Regions from separate parts of the Mus musculus genome. Here region 1 is linked to region 2. The links are chromatin contacts, called in public HiChIP or PLAC-seq maps. All regions are on one chromosome and are shown on one strand. The core of a region is the stretch at or near the end of the contact, and the rest is flanking DNA. Distances in the headings are between cores, read along the strand shown. Region 1 overlaps Lama4 (laminin, alpha 4). Region 2 has its middle 60 kb from the start of Gm22911.

What was found. HiChIP or PLAC-seq counts read pairs in DNA pulled down with a chosen protein or histone mark.
Region 1: a contact with region 2 is called in an H3K27ac HiChIP or PLAC-seq map of stem cell-derived neural progenitor cells, with 4 times the contacts expected there. The contact joins two enhancer-like sites. A contact is called at or near these places in 1 of 484 Hi-C or Micro-C datasets (ventricular fibroblasts) and 2 of 115 datasets of contacts at active chromatin or transcription factors (embryonic forebrain and stem cell-derived neural progenitor cells).

The regions. Positions count from the first base shown.
Region 1 is chr10:39,026,400-39,032,994 of GRCm38.p6, reverse strand. It overlaps Lama4 (laminin, alpha 4), which reads right to left. Exons shown (of 38, transcript NM_010681.4): 5 at 6,246-6,460; 6 at 4,299-4,373; 7 at 2,411-2,562. Among named protein-coding and RNA genes, the nearest start is that of Lama4, 64 kb to the right of the region's middle. Within about 2 kb of position 4,399, at least 8 of the 459 cell types and tissues checked have an H3K27ac peak or open chromatin away from gene starts, as enhancers often do. A contact at or near this core is called in stem cell-derived neural progenitor cells, where this site is marked.
Region 2 is chr10:38,552,051-38,559,476 of GRCm38.p6, reverse strand. No RefSeq gene overlaps it. Among named protein-coding and RNA genes, the nearest start is that of Gm22911, 60 kb to the left of the region's middle. Within about 2 kb of position 5,511, at least 127 of the 459 cell types and tissues checked have an H3K27ac peak or open chromatin away from gene starts, as enhancers often do. A contact at or near this core is called in stem cell-derived neural progenitor cells, where this site is marked.

The sequences.
Region 1 (6,595 bases), core at 3,150-5,649, 470 kb before region 2:
GTTAAAAATATTTTATTTTTATTTATTCTTAGATTAAATATTTGTGTATATCTTAGTGTGAATTTATGAATGAGTGCAGTGTTTAGTGGCCAGAAGGGGGTGTTGGATTGCCTGGAGCTGGAGTTATTGGTGATTGTAAGTCACTCAGCATGGGTGCTAGGAACTTAACTCTGGTTATCAATAAGAACACCATTAAGTTGCTGAGCCATCTTCCCAGCCTCAGACACCAGAGTCCGAGTACATGACTCTTTCAGTATAGGAGATTTAGGTAGATTGTAACTTCTACTCTTTTCTTTTAAAATATATTTTATTGTATGTGTATGGTTGTTTTGTCTGCACGATGTATGTGCAATGTCTAAGAGGCCAGAGAGGGCATTAGATTCCCTGGAATCTGGAGTTACAGACAGTTGTGAACCTTCACGTGGGTGCTAGGAATTGAACCCAGGTCCTCTGCAAGAGCAGTCAGTGTTTGCAGTCTTTGTACTGGCTGGTTTTCTGTGTCAACTTGACAAAGGCTGGGGTTATCACAGAGAAAGGAGCTTCAGTTGGGGAAATGCCTCCATGAGATCCAGCTGTGGGGCATTTCCTCAATTAGTGATCAAGGGGGAAAGGCCCCTTGTGGGTGGGATCATCTCTGGGCTGGTAGTCTTGGGTTCTATAAGAGAGCAGGCTGAGCAAGCCAGTGGAAGTAAGCCAGTAATGAACATCCCTCCATGGCCTCTGCATCAGCTCCTGCTTCCTGACCTGCTTGAGTTCCAGTCCTGACTTCCTTTGGTGATGAACAGCAGTATGGAAGTGTAAGCTGAATAAACCCTTTCCTCCCCAACTTGCTTCTTGGTCATGATGTTTGTGCAGGAATAGAAACCCTAACTAAGACAGTGTTCTTAACCACTAAGCCATTTTTCCAGCTCATGTTCTCTGTTCTTTATAGACTGATCACAGACTGCTGCAGAATTCTGTTAAGGGTGGGGTATACAGCTCTGGGAACTGAAAATCTGTCATTTAATATGGTTCAGCGACCTCTGGGAGGCACCGAGCTGACTGTAGGGAAAGAGATCCTTTTTTTATTGTTGAAAACACGATAGTTAGGATGGAGGTGGCCCTGGGAATCCGGCAAACTTCAATCTGATTGGGTCTTAGAGAAACTTATCAAGTAATCAGGATGAAAGAAAATGGATTTTAGAAACACATTTTCCTCTTCTGGGTATAAAGAGATCAATTCTCTTTATTTTGGGCCATTGCTCCCCCCCTCTTTTGCATTTTTTGGAGGCTTGGTAGAAATGTTGCTGTCCTGGGGCCACTTTGGATTAAGTCCCTTAGGTGTGCCTTATAGAAAGGGTGGTATATTTACTGCCCTGGGTCCAGGCAAGTCTTTGAGAATTAATGCTCTTATGTGTCTAGGCAGGGGAGTTTGGCAAAACAGTTCTGAGTGCTCACTAAGATCCTGCACAGCACTACAGTTTGGGATACTATTTTAGTCTGCTCTACACATTTTCAGTCAATTGTGGATATTATTTGAACCTCCAAAGAGTAATAAACACTTATGCCACGTACTGTTTTAATGGTTCTACATATCCTAGCTCCCTTGGTACCTTCCTCATGCCTATATGAGGACACTGAGAAGCAGAGATTAACTTTCCTGAGCTCATGGAGCAATGGGCAGAGCTGGGGTGTGAGCAAAACAATCTTAACCATTATGTTAGCTTGACTAAGAAAATAAATGGGTGTGCTGGTATTATATCTGATGACTTTTCACTGAACACTGTTGTTTATAAAAACATCCATTAGTTGTGATGGAGGTCCATTATGAAAGGAAAGCCTTTTAAAGCTTAGATGGGTGAGGTTTTTTATTTTATTTTTATCTATTTATTTTTATTTTTTCCATTGCCTGCCTTTTACTACTTTGCTCTGTAGAGGTATGAGAACAAACACATTTATGTATATGTTTGTGAGTTTGAGGATGTGTGTGTATGTGTGTGTGTTTCACAAAGAGATTGAGAGACTGGAAAAACAAGAGAGAACAAGTGTAAGAAGGACAAATTGGAAGCAGGGAGGAAAAACTCCCCTAAACCCTGCAAACTGAACTAAGGTATACCGGGCAGACTTGCACTTGAATAATAAAGACACAGCTTAGAAAATAAAAGTTTCTCGTGTAGATATTAATCTTTTAGTCATTTCGTTTTTCACAGACTCTCTTACATAAGTCTACTGCTTTTGATTGAGGCATTAGCTCATGATTATCGTGAACTTTTCTTAACTCTCTGTGTAACTGGGTATTATCTATGTTGAACCTACACAATCTATAATATAACCATGGAACTCAGATGCCAACAGGTCCTAGAGGTTGCTAAGAGGGAGCCTGTGGAACTGCAGTGAAAAGAGCAGACAAAAAGAGCAACATTCAACATACTCTGAGGAGGTGGATGGTAGAGTTCATGTCGGTCACGTGTCTATGCGCCGCAGCGCCAGAGGACACGCTCAGCAGCCCGGATTTGCTCTCTTCGATGGAGAGCGCTGCTAATCGCAGGTCATCGGTCAAGTCCCAGACGCACTTATCACAGCCTGGAGATGAAATAGGAATGTCATTTCTGCAGAGCCAAAAGGCAGCCTGGATTCATATGGCTTTAATATAGACCCCCTTGGTTAGTACCATGTTTATTTTTATTTCCCAAGAAATTGATACGGCCACATAGAACCTGTCTTTACCAAACCAAGCCATACATCGGGCAGGAGTCCCACTTAACATAATGAGAACCAGACATTGAGACAGCAGGTTAATAAGAACACTAATTGTTAACAGAAAGGACTATTATAGGATAGGTGGAGAAGAAGCCCTTACCACTTTTCCTATTATTCATGGTCCCCTTACCCCCCAGATTCTGATCCTGTCAGCTTCCTGTCTTTGCTTGGTGGCAGCTGGTAGAGCAGGCTGGGGGCCAAGCATCATTCTTTTCTCATCAGCTTCTCTCAGTCAGTCCAGGAATGCTGCACCTGCCTTTGCCTCCCCCAGGGAGGGCCTGGCTCCTCTCCATGCCCCCCACCACGACCCTGTGTCTAGATGAACAAGTCCTCAGAGCAGGACTGTAGGGTACACTTGTTGGCTAATGTCATGACTTGGTCTCTGAGGTAGGAGCTAAAGCTGAAACTAAACCTGGACAGGCTCAAGAGACAAGCCCCAGCTTCTCTCTCCTCACCTTTCACACTGTGAGCCCCACCCGGAACCCAGCTGCCCTCCATGGACATAATTAAAAAGAACACACACCAAGCCTTGAGCCCCATCCTGGCCTCTCTGCACCTTGCCGATTCCCAAACTCCTTCCCACAGGCTCTGCTATTTCCTGCAGAGTTGTCAGACACTAAAGGGTTAATGCATGCTCATTTGTTAATTTGTTATTAACATAGCACTACCTTTAAGCTCCCTTAGAAAATGAGTCCCCAGACTACACTTCAGGCTGCTGAAGAAAAATGTTTAAGGCTATGTAGGCATCTGGCCGCCTTTAAGTGGAGCTAGTCCAGGATGCTGTAGTTGATAACTGCAGGCTTTTCCCTGCTGTGTCTCACATCTCGGGCATCTTCTAAGAGATGATAAACTGGCAGTTTTATAATCTTCTACCCACAAGGACTTTTTTGGGACCGATATACTTTTCCTTGGAGGAAGGGATGCATGATGTTCAAATACTCTTTGAGACAAAAAATTTTCGTTGCTCTTGAGTGACAGAGCAATTTAAGCAAAAGAGAAGGCAGCTCTACTTTGTAACTCCTTGTCAGTTTACTTCTGGTCAGTCTTCACATTTGGGTGTGTCGGGAAGAGCTGCTTAAGTCTCCTGGCTTTTCAGTTTCTACAGCTGCCCGGGTAGCACCAGTCAGCCAACGTAGACAGGGCTCTGTCCTGAGAGCTGAGTGTGAAGACTAGGTAAGTAAGATGTCTAAAGTCTCAGAGTGAGGTCCGCAAAAACTGCCTCACTGCTGACTGAGATGGAGGCCACCAGGGACCTTTGCACAAGGTCCGTTACCCTGGAGCAAATACCAGCTGCTAAACCAGGGGTGGGAGTGAAACCCTTTCAGGGAAAGTGATATCACACTCATACATTTACTACTTATTGTGATGTGTGTGTGTGTGTGCGCAAATGTGAGTGTGGATGTCAGAGGGTATCTTGTGGGAATCAGTTCTTTTCTTCCACATTTTCGATTTAAAAAAAAAAAAAACTACAAATGGGTTGCAACACCTGTTAGCATATTAGAGAAATTGGTTAGTCATTAAGGTTCTGCTACTTTTCCTTATAGTTGGGCAGTTCTTGCCTGTAGGGACTTCAAATCCTTCTTCCAAGCACTCTCCGGTTACACTGTCACACGGGCCGCCCCCACAGTTGCACACTATGGGAGACAGAAACACAGAGTAAGGAGCCATCTTCTCATGCCTAAAACAAGACGGTGTTTCCATGGTTTCCAGAAATGCTGGCTACTGGTGTGCAATCCTGCGATGGGGATTAATTATATTTATCCTGAAGGGTATGGAGTCTGTGATAACATCCTTTAACCAGTTCAATGCAGGTAAGAGATGTTAAAAATAGGACTGGAAGCAAAACTGAATCTCGCTTTCCTAGGATTCTTTTCCCAACTCTTTAGGATGCTATCCTAACGCAACAGATGCCTCAGTCCCAAAAGGCCCAGGAAATTTCACAAGGAAACAAAGGCCACAGAGCTCAGCATTCTCCTTCCCTCACAGAGTCTCCACAGCAGCGAGGTCCCTGCCAGCTGTGAGGGAAGAGCCCCAGAACGGGACAGTGAGGAGGCCCAGGAGCAATGCTTGCCTCCTAAGTTTTGACCCCTGGCAAGAATGACTCCAAACTCCAAAAGAGAGGTATCTGGGGAGTGGATGCTAGGCATAATTCAGGGAAAGAATTGGAAACAAATTTACATGAATTTAAAAGGCTTTCACCTACTGATGGCTTTCTGTAATGCCTTTATAAAAACAAAATTCAATCTTATCTGGCTTTTCATTTTTTGCTAGTTCCCCCCCCCCCCCCCCCAGGGTGGGGAGCTGGCAAGGGTGGGGACTGAACCAAGCATATGGTTTACCACTGAGTTACACTCCCAATCCCCTCTGAGTTTTTGTGTGGAAGTAAATTTATAACATTTTAAGAAGAATTCCTAAGCTATCCTAAGCTGGTCATAAGTTGCAATAGAACTGTGAGTTGCCCTAACAGAATGATCATAGCAGATTAGCTCCAAGGGGCACATCACTTATTACACGTCAGCTATGCAGTGCTCCACACAATGCAGACTTATTAGACCCCGCTGCAAGCTTGTGCTCTATGGCTTCCCACACGGTGTCATCTAGGATCGACCTGCATCGTTGTTATTTAAATACAGGCTTGGTACTGCTTTGAGAATAATGGCACCAATTTCTAAGGCTTTATTTTTTCTGACAGCACTTCTAAGGCCCCCGACCCCACGTCTGATTGACTGGACAGTCTTCCTTGTGGCTCTGGAAGTGTTTCTTTTCCGCAGGTATGCTTATTTTCATTGTGCCCAGGTCACAAGTGCATTCTCCTTAATTTTAAACTCTTCCCTTTGTCAGTCTTTCAAGTGATTCTTTCAACAGGGGTTTTCCAGAATGCAGGCTGTAAGTGCACCAGGCCCCCTTCTCCCCTGCCCTTCCTAATAGCCAACCAGGGGGAAGCACTCAGCTTCAGCCCCGCTGGAACGAAAGCAGTTTAACTTCCCTTCTGAAGAGCTTCAGTCCATGCAGCAAATGTACGGGAGAAGTGCACACTGCAATCGAACTGAAGTCTAACCCATTAGATTTCTTACACTCTCAGAGAGATACTGACTGACAATCTGAGGAAATCTAGGGGGGCCATGCGTGCTCATGCTTTGCAAATTTACTCAAATGGAATGTTAATTTTATTAAGCATAAGTGAGAGAGGAGACAGCTTCCAGTACAAAAATAATTCACTTGAGCCACACCAGCTACCACTTTCCCTTCAATCAAAATCACCAATGTGAATAGAATAAGACAGAAATCACTCCGCTGATGTCTCTTGTGAATATCCACCCACGAGCTAAGGTTCATTGGTAGCCTCGATGAGAAGTGTAACTGGGGTAAATGTTGATGTATATTGCTCTAGATAAATGTCAGGAGGACACTGGCAATATTTCCTCAACAGAAATTCTTCACCTAAGTCAGTCCTGGTGGAGAGCTATGCTGGCCAAGCAGCTGGTCGCGGGACTTGGGGTCTGTACCTGCACAGTTCTTGGCTGTCCTGGCGTCTCCATAGTAACCAGGTGCACAGCGTTCACACTTGAATCCGGTGGTATTTCGTAAGCAGTTCCTGCACTGGCCAGTGATTTCATCACAGTCTTCAAAGATCAGGTTGGGATCCGAATTTCCACTGCAGTCACATTTCTTACAGGTGCTTCCAATGAGTAAGGGGTTTCCATAGTAACCAGGAGCACATCTGAAAGGTGTTAAACATGTTAAATTTCTTAGCATTCATAGACATTTCATTATTTAAAAAAAATCTTCCCTACATAGAAAATATAGTGGATATTTGTAGATGCCCACCTGGAATTCATATCAATTCTCCCATTTT
Region 2 (7,426 bases), core at 4,262-6,761:
GAATGGCTTCAGCTAGGCTGCCCAATGGCACCATCAGCAGGAGGCAAGGCCAACTCATCTGCTTTTATGCCCTCAGGCCAGCTCATCTGCACTCACTTCTTCAGAGGCACCTAACAACCCACTCAAGGTACAGGGCCTGCTCTCCTAAGTGATGCAGCTGGAGACAGGCAGGGGTAGCTTACCTGCTATCATGACCTCAGGGTCATGTCTCCCAACTGCCTCATGTGATGAGGGGTGAGGTGATGAAGGACCATCTCTCACCTCTTGCCCAGGTCACCATATAGCAGATAAGTAGCAGGGACAGCTATCCCTTGCTTTTGTCCTCAGAGCTAGTTCACCAGGGTTAGCCCTACTGTGCTGTCCAGGGAGGTGTAGAGCACTCTCTAGAGTATTGTGGTTGGTGAGGGGCAGGGCCAGCTCTTCCAGCTGTCTCAAGTGGTGAGGGGTGAGGAGGGTGGAGTTTTTGAGAAATTTATACAAGAAAATTTATCATACCTACTACCATCCCCAATTCTCAGGTCCACCCAACCTCAGTATCTACTCTCTTGCCCACTGAGTTTAGATCATGCTGTTCAGCTATTCTTGAGGCTGAGGACTGCTCTGGAGTATGATCAACCTACCTTTCAGGAATCACATCATTAAAAACAAAGTTCAACTCCCATTCTCCTAGCATGTGTGAAATTCCAATAGCTCTTAAGCTAGTGATGGGATTTCATGCTATCCCTCTACTTCATCATGCATATCTTGCTTGGCCAGATGCTATCATTGCTTTCATGATGAGATAACTGTGTGAGATAGATAATTATTTTTCTCCTCCAGTAGTATGCATGGTACTTTCCAATATTCTGAAAGCTGGCCAGTAAGAATGAAGCCTCCAGTTCAGTACCTCTCTGATTTTCCATATTGTGTGACTTCACACAATATGTGTATCTTCAACAGTATCTTCCCAAAGAGTCTTGGAGGGGACCCAAGAGCACTGGAAATAGTCTGTAATTGTATGAAGGTTTATGGATCACCTTTGGCCAACAACTCAAAATGATGTAATCCGTTTCTGATACTGGGTTTTTATTTGCTACCATGTGGTATTTAGTTGGGGTATTGACCTCCAGTTATAGAGTATCCCAATTTAAAATACTTTTATATGCATATATGTATCTATTTTACAGTACTAGGTTTTCACATGGCTTTTCAAAAGGTCTTTAGTGGTATTTAGTCCTCTCCATATTCCATGCTCTACTCTTACTATCCCCAACCATTTAATCTTTCCTGGATCATCATTCCCCATTTTTTTTTTTTTTGCATTATGTCACTACTGGATTCTATTTCCCATTCCTTGAGTGATTCTCTCCTCCTTTACCATGCTCTCTCACTAGTTTTCTAACATCTGTGAGTATTTAAAGTGGAGCATGCATATCTAAAGAGTCAAAGCTAATATTCACATGAGAAAAATTATGAGTTATTTGTTTTTCTGGGTCTGGATTACCTCACATAGAATGGTTATTTCCAGTTCCACCCATTTACTTGTGAATTTTGGTTTTCTTAACTGCTGAACACATGTCATTGTGTAAATATTCCATATTTTCATTATTCATTGACTATCTGATGGTCATATAGGCTGCTTCCATTTGGCAGAGGACTGATATCTAGAATATACAAAGAACAACAAGAACAACAAAGAAAAAAACAAAAAAAAATTAACAGTCGAACTAAAAATGCAACATTGAGCTAAGCAGAGTTGTCAAAAGTTGAAACATAAATGGCTGAGAAACATTTTTTAAAATGTTCAGGGGTTTGGAGAGACATTTAAGAGTTTAAGAGTGCATATTGCTCTTGCAGACAACCTGGTTTCAGGTGTCAAAACTCACATACTGGCTTACATCTTGTTTGAATAGGTAAGGCCCCCATAGACTCATGTGTTTGAATGTGTGGCCCATGGGAGTGGCACTATTAGGAGGTGTGGCCTTGTTGGAGGAAGTGTGTCACTGTGGAGGTGGGCTTCGAGGTCTCTGAAGCTCAAGCCAGTTCTTTCCTTGATACATGCTGATCAAGATGCAGAACTCTTGACTCCTACAGTGCCATGTTTTCCTGTAGGATGCCATGCTTCTCATCATACTAACAATGGACTAAAACTGCTAAACTGTAATCAAGCTTTAATTATAAGAGTTGCCTTGGTTGCGGTGTCTCTTCACAGCAATGAAACCCTAAGACACAATCCCATCACTCCAGTTGATCTGATGCCATCTTCTGCCCTCCTCAGGCACTGTGTGCACAGACATATATCCAGGAAAACCTTTCATACTCATTAAATAAATAAATAAATAAATAAATAAATAAATCTTATTTTACAAAAACAAACAAGAACAGCAACAATAAAAACCAACCACTCATCAATCATTATCCATCAAGAAGAGCAAATTAAAACCACATTGAATGGCCCCAGTGTGACAAGTGTGAATAGCTCCAGTTAGAATGTATAATTTTAACACTAAACAAACAAATTACAAAACCAAGTAACAGTATGTTGGCATAGACATATAGAAAAGGAAACATTTATGCATTACTGGTGATAGCATAAACTGGTGTAACCACTATGGAAATCAGTGCAGAGATTCTGAGAAAAGCCAGAAATATATTTACCACATCATTCAGCTATATCCTACCCCTAAGCTTGTATCAAGGACTATACATCTGACTGAAGAGAAACTTGCCCATTAATATTCATTGTTATTCTGCTCACAATTGCCAGGAACCATTTGTCATATGTCAAAATCTTGGTTTTGCACTTGGATAGTTAGTTCAACTTTGTATTCTAGTTCCTGGCTTTCACTGGCTTCTGAAATCTCAGGCGCAATGGGAACTGAGATGTATTTTTTGAGATTTGAAGGACTAAAGAGCAGAGTTATTATAGTGAATGAATTCTCTGTACTTCAGTTTTTCTGATGAGGACAAGGTAGTCTTTTTTATATCAAAGTACTCTTTGGTATAGAGAAATATGAGAAACTTGAAGGGTCATAAGATAAATGAGTTAGGTAGGACTGGGCTGGAATTCCAGCTTCTTCAGAGATATAAATTTAACATAATTTAAACTTTGAGGGTCTCTCCACTCTTACTTGTAAGATGAGAACCACATTGTGACATACTGAGAAATCTGTGAGCATTAAGTAAGACAACTATGCATGTTGGATACTATATTGATGATAGTAAATAAATGTCCACTTTGGTGCATTTATGTGCTCTCATAGTTTTGATCAGAAGATGATCTATCTGATTCTCTGGGAAGTTAATAAACCTGCCTTGAGCATCTGATATATGTACATAGGCTCTCTTATGGAGACTACCATTCTCACAAAGTTCATAGACATAAATATCATACGTCACAGCTCAGAGCTTTTAATGTGTTGGGCACAAATGTAGCTCACACACATTAAAGCCTGTATGGTACTGTGGCATTGTGCTCTCTGCAAGTTGGTGCCACAATCTCACTTCTAATGAAAGTATGGTCATAAGCTGACTTCATAGTATGCCATAGCGTTTAGCCTGCAACTTATCACCTCTTCTTGATGCCATCCTAATTTAATCTTGACACTGAAGCATTTACAATGAGATAAAATTATTAATAATGATAATCTAGTCAGGTAAATGATGTTCACTTTCATTTTATCTTGTTCCTTGAACGAGGATGCTTTCTTGTGAAAGGTGAAACAGTGTCAAAGTTGTGAATCATAGTTTCACATTCAAAATAATGAGAAATCATATCTTCCTGCCTTTGCAGCTAAGAGAAGGAAATAGGGTTATTTCCATACGACTCTCAAGAATAAAGAAAAATAATCTGTAAAAAGCTTTACTCATGTCACCTCTCATTCTACTTTGAAGGGACATAACAAAATCAGAAGCAAGATGGGTTCAGTGTATTTGTGTTCACTCTAGAAATGGTAAGACAACATTTATTTCCACCTAGAACTGTCTTGGATCATGGCAGCAGTGTTTTTAAGAGGTCTCATATCTCTCAGAATGCACACAGTGATGTCCAGCATGCCACACAGTTACACAAAACACTTATTCAGCATAAAGTATCTTCATGGGGGCCCTACCGCCCTTACCCCTCGTTTCCACTTTCCACCCTCCAGTCCTCCCTTGGGAAGATGCATGCCTGTTCCATTTATGCTCAGCACCAGTGTTGCCATGGAAACTCTCCTCCTTTTCTCTACCCTCCCCAGTTACCAAGCACAGCTCTGGACTCAGTGCCAAGACCTCCTCTGTACAGACTCAATATTCTTTCAATGTTTAGACAAATCTGTTCGAAAACCTTGTTTACATTTTTTCCCACAACACCATAGCTTCGAGTCGGGGCCATCCATTTCCCATGGATCTGCTTATATTCTGGACATGGTTTCTTTTCTTTTTTCTCCACCATAGCTCTAAAATAAAATTGTATCATTTGGTCTAATTCTTAATAGGACATAAAAGGCAACTCAGGGTCAGAGTCCACCCTTACAGTCAATTTTATCCAGTCCAGAGTAGAATTTAATACTTTTTGTATACTATTTTTTTTTTACTTAAAAAATTTTGTTTAATAAATGCAGCATTAACACATGTTTAAAAACAAGAAACTTTCCTTTAATTAGCTTTAGTTGCATGTTTGTTACAGTCATCTGTGTATCTTACGTTATGCCAGACATTAATTAGTATTCAGATATACAAATAATATGTTGGCTTCACATTGCTTAATCTTACAGGTATGTTTTAGGCTGCACATTTTCTGTAGAATTTAAAAGTCTTGCTTATGGTTTAATTCTTGATTCCTATATTTAATGACGCAATTCACTGATGAAACTAAACCAAAATTAATGTTGTTGTGATGATATTTTATCCTTCTCCCCATTTAAAAATTGCCAGTTATGCCTGCAGAATTCCTAAATGTTAAACGTAGGTTTAGCTTAAAAAAAAAATACTTACTTTGCCTTTTTATTTTAAGAAACTTGAACAGGTCAGTTCAACTCAGTGAACTATGCTGACATTTACATATTTTCACAGTAAACATGTATTTTTAAATCATTACTAGGAAAAAAATACCTCTGATCAACAGAAGAGGGAGCAATATTCCCTCCTTTTTTACACAAAATACTGTGGGGTTGTTTTCTCACCTTTCCCTCCTAAACATAAGCCTCCTCTATCGTAATCTCTGCTGCTGCTTTTCTCTTTCCCTTTTCTAATTTTTTTGAGGGGAAGTGGAGGAGGGGTGCGCAGTGGTGGCAGGAGTAGGACCACCCAGTTCGATCAAGGAATCAAAGGTTAAATTCTTTCTGGTTTGTTACTATCTCTCAGGATATAGTTAAACGTTAGAAATCTTTGTCGTCTGTATATTTTTACTCGCAACAATACTTACGGGAATGAAATGCGCTGCACCTCCTTACAGAGAAGCCACAACATTGCGCAGGCAGTGGAGTGAATGTGAACGTTTTCCAGCTTGCCTGAGCCAGAGACTCTCTCATTGTTCTCTCTCTGAGCAGAGTAGGAACCGCGCACATCTGAATAACAGAGTCTTTTCTGCCTGGCGCAATCCTGGATTGTTACAGTCTAGAGGCCAGCCATGCTGTCACCGGCACAAATTGATTTAACCATCAATTGCTGTGGTCATTAAAGCTGCTAAAAGTCCCCGCCAAACTGATGAATTGCAACTGAATGTGAAATGAGTGTCTAAGTCTTTTTCCCACCACCTCATATCAAAGGCTATTGTATCCTTGCAAAGTAAAGGGTCGGGGGTTCAGGCTGCTGTTCAACAATGGGCTCTGTCAAAGGACAGAGCTCCATTCACACAAGCACTCCCAATTACAGTTTGCTTTCCATACCTTATTGTATGAAATTTGCATCCAACTAATACATTGAATTATTGGCATACTTTGGGTGTCAAAGGAGTCAATGAATGATTTGTCCTTGAAATACATGGAATCCAAAGCAGCTGCTGGTTCTTGTCTTGACAATGGAATGATTCCCTGGTTTTCCAATGCCTGCAAATGGACTAATTTTCTCCCAGCTCACAGTTAGCACTTGTGGAAGCAGTACACAATTTTTTTCCACATTCACAACTGTGAACTCATTTCTAGAGTTTTGAGAGGAGATACAGAAAAGGAATGGTATTGTCTAGCCTAACAATTATATTATAAACTTTAAAAAAATCAGTATAACCTCCATGAGGCCAATCATTTACTACTACTACTACTACTACTACTACTACTACTACTACTACTACTACTACTACTACGACTACTACTACTACTACTACTATTTGTTTGCTTAAAGTAAAAGGATACATTGTAAAATTAAAACCAACCTTACACATATGTTTAAATACCCAGAAGAACTTTTGTTAATTCTTTTAGGAAGATCATAAATAGGAATTTTTCAGATTTTATGATTAAGCTCCTCAAAGTGTTATGAACTGAGCACACGGCACATGTACACATGTACATATTTGTATGTTGGTATAATGTTTACCCAATTTAGCTGATAACTGAGTTTGCAGACATGAGGGATCACTAAACTGCAATCCTCCAGCTTCTGACACTCAAAGGCAGCAAGGAATTCAGAAAACATTGGGTTTGCTCTCCTTGGTGTTAAGTTTGGTTTTTCCTAGCAGATACTCATCGACCGAACATTTCCCTTCATCTTGAGTCTTGACTTTAATGTGTTACATTATTTGGTTTACCTATGTGCTTGTGTATGCAACTTTAGCAAACTCATCATGGCGGTGTTTTCATGGTGCTCTTAGGGGCAGCTCTGTAAGAGAAACAAGCTTTGGGACATCAGAGAAAGAGAGCATCACTTGTAGTCCCAGCAACACATGGTGTTTATTTTCCTTCCATGGTTCATCCTGCCAGGAAGTATTATCAACTGAGCAAAGACCAGATGTGGAAAACAAAATAAGTATGATTTGATGTTGGAGCAGGGGTGAGTTGGGACAGGATGGGAGAAAGAAAGCAAAGCCAGTGGCCACCATAGTGCTACAGAGAAAACGGGACAAAGAGGGGACCTTCACCACAAAGGTCAGAGGTTCAGGCCACACACCTCTTATAATGAATTGGCAGACAGACCCAGGTTTGTGTTTCCCTAGATTCTATTTACCATAGACTGTTAGTCGCCAGTAACTGTGTAGAAATCCATCAGCAAGAACTGTTACATTGGCCTCCAATTCCAAATGACCCTTAAAGAAGGTCATTTGATTCTTATCTCTAAGGATCTTTTGCTCCTCCTCCACTCAAAACAGGGCCATGGGGAGAAACAGCTCCCTTAATATAAAAGAGAACCTTGCATTGAAATGAAAAGCCCTTCTTCAGTTGTTTAGTAAATGATATTAAGTTGCTAAAGAATGTATAAAGGCATATCCTGGGTCATATTCTTATTGTAAGTTTCCTATAAGTGAATGAAA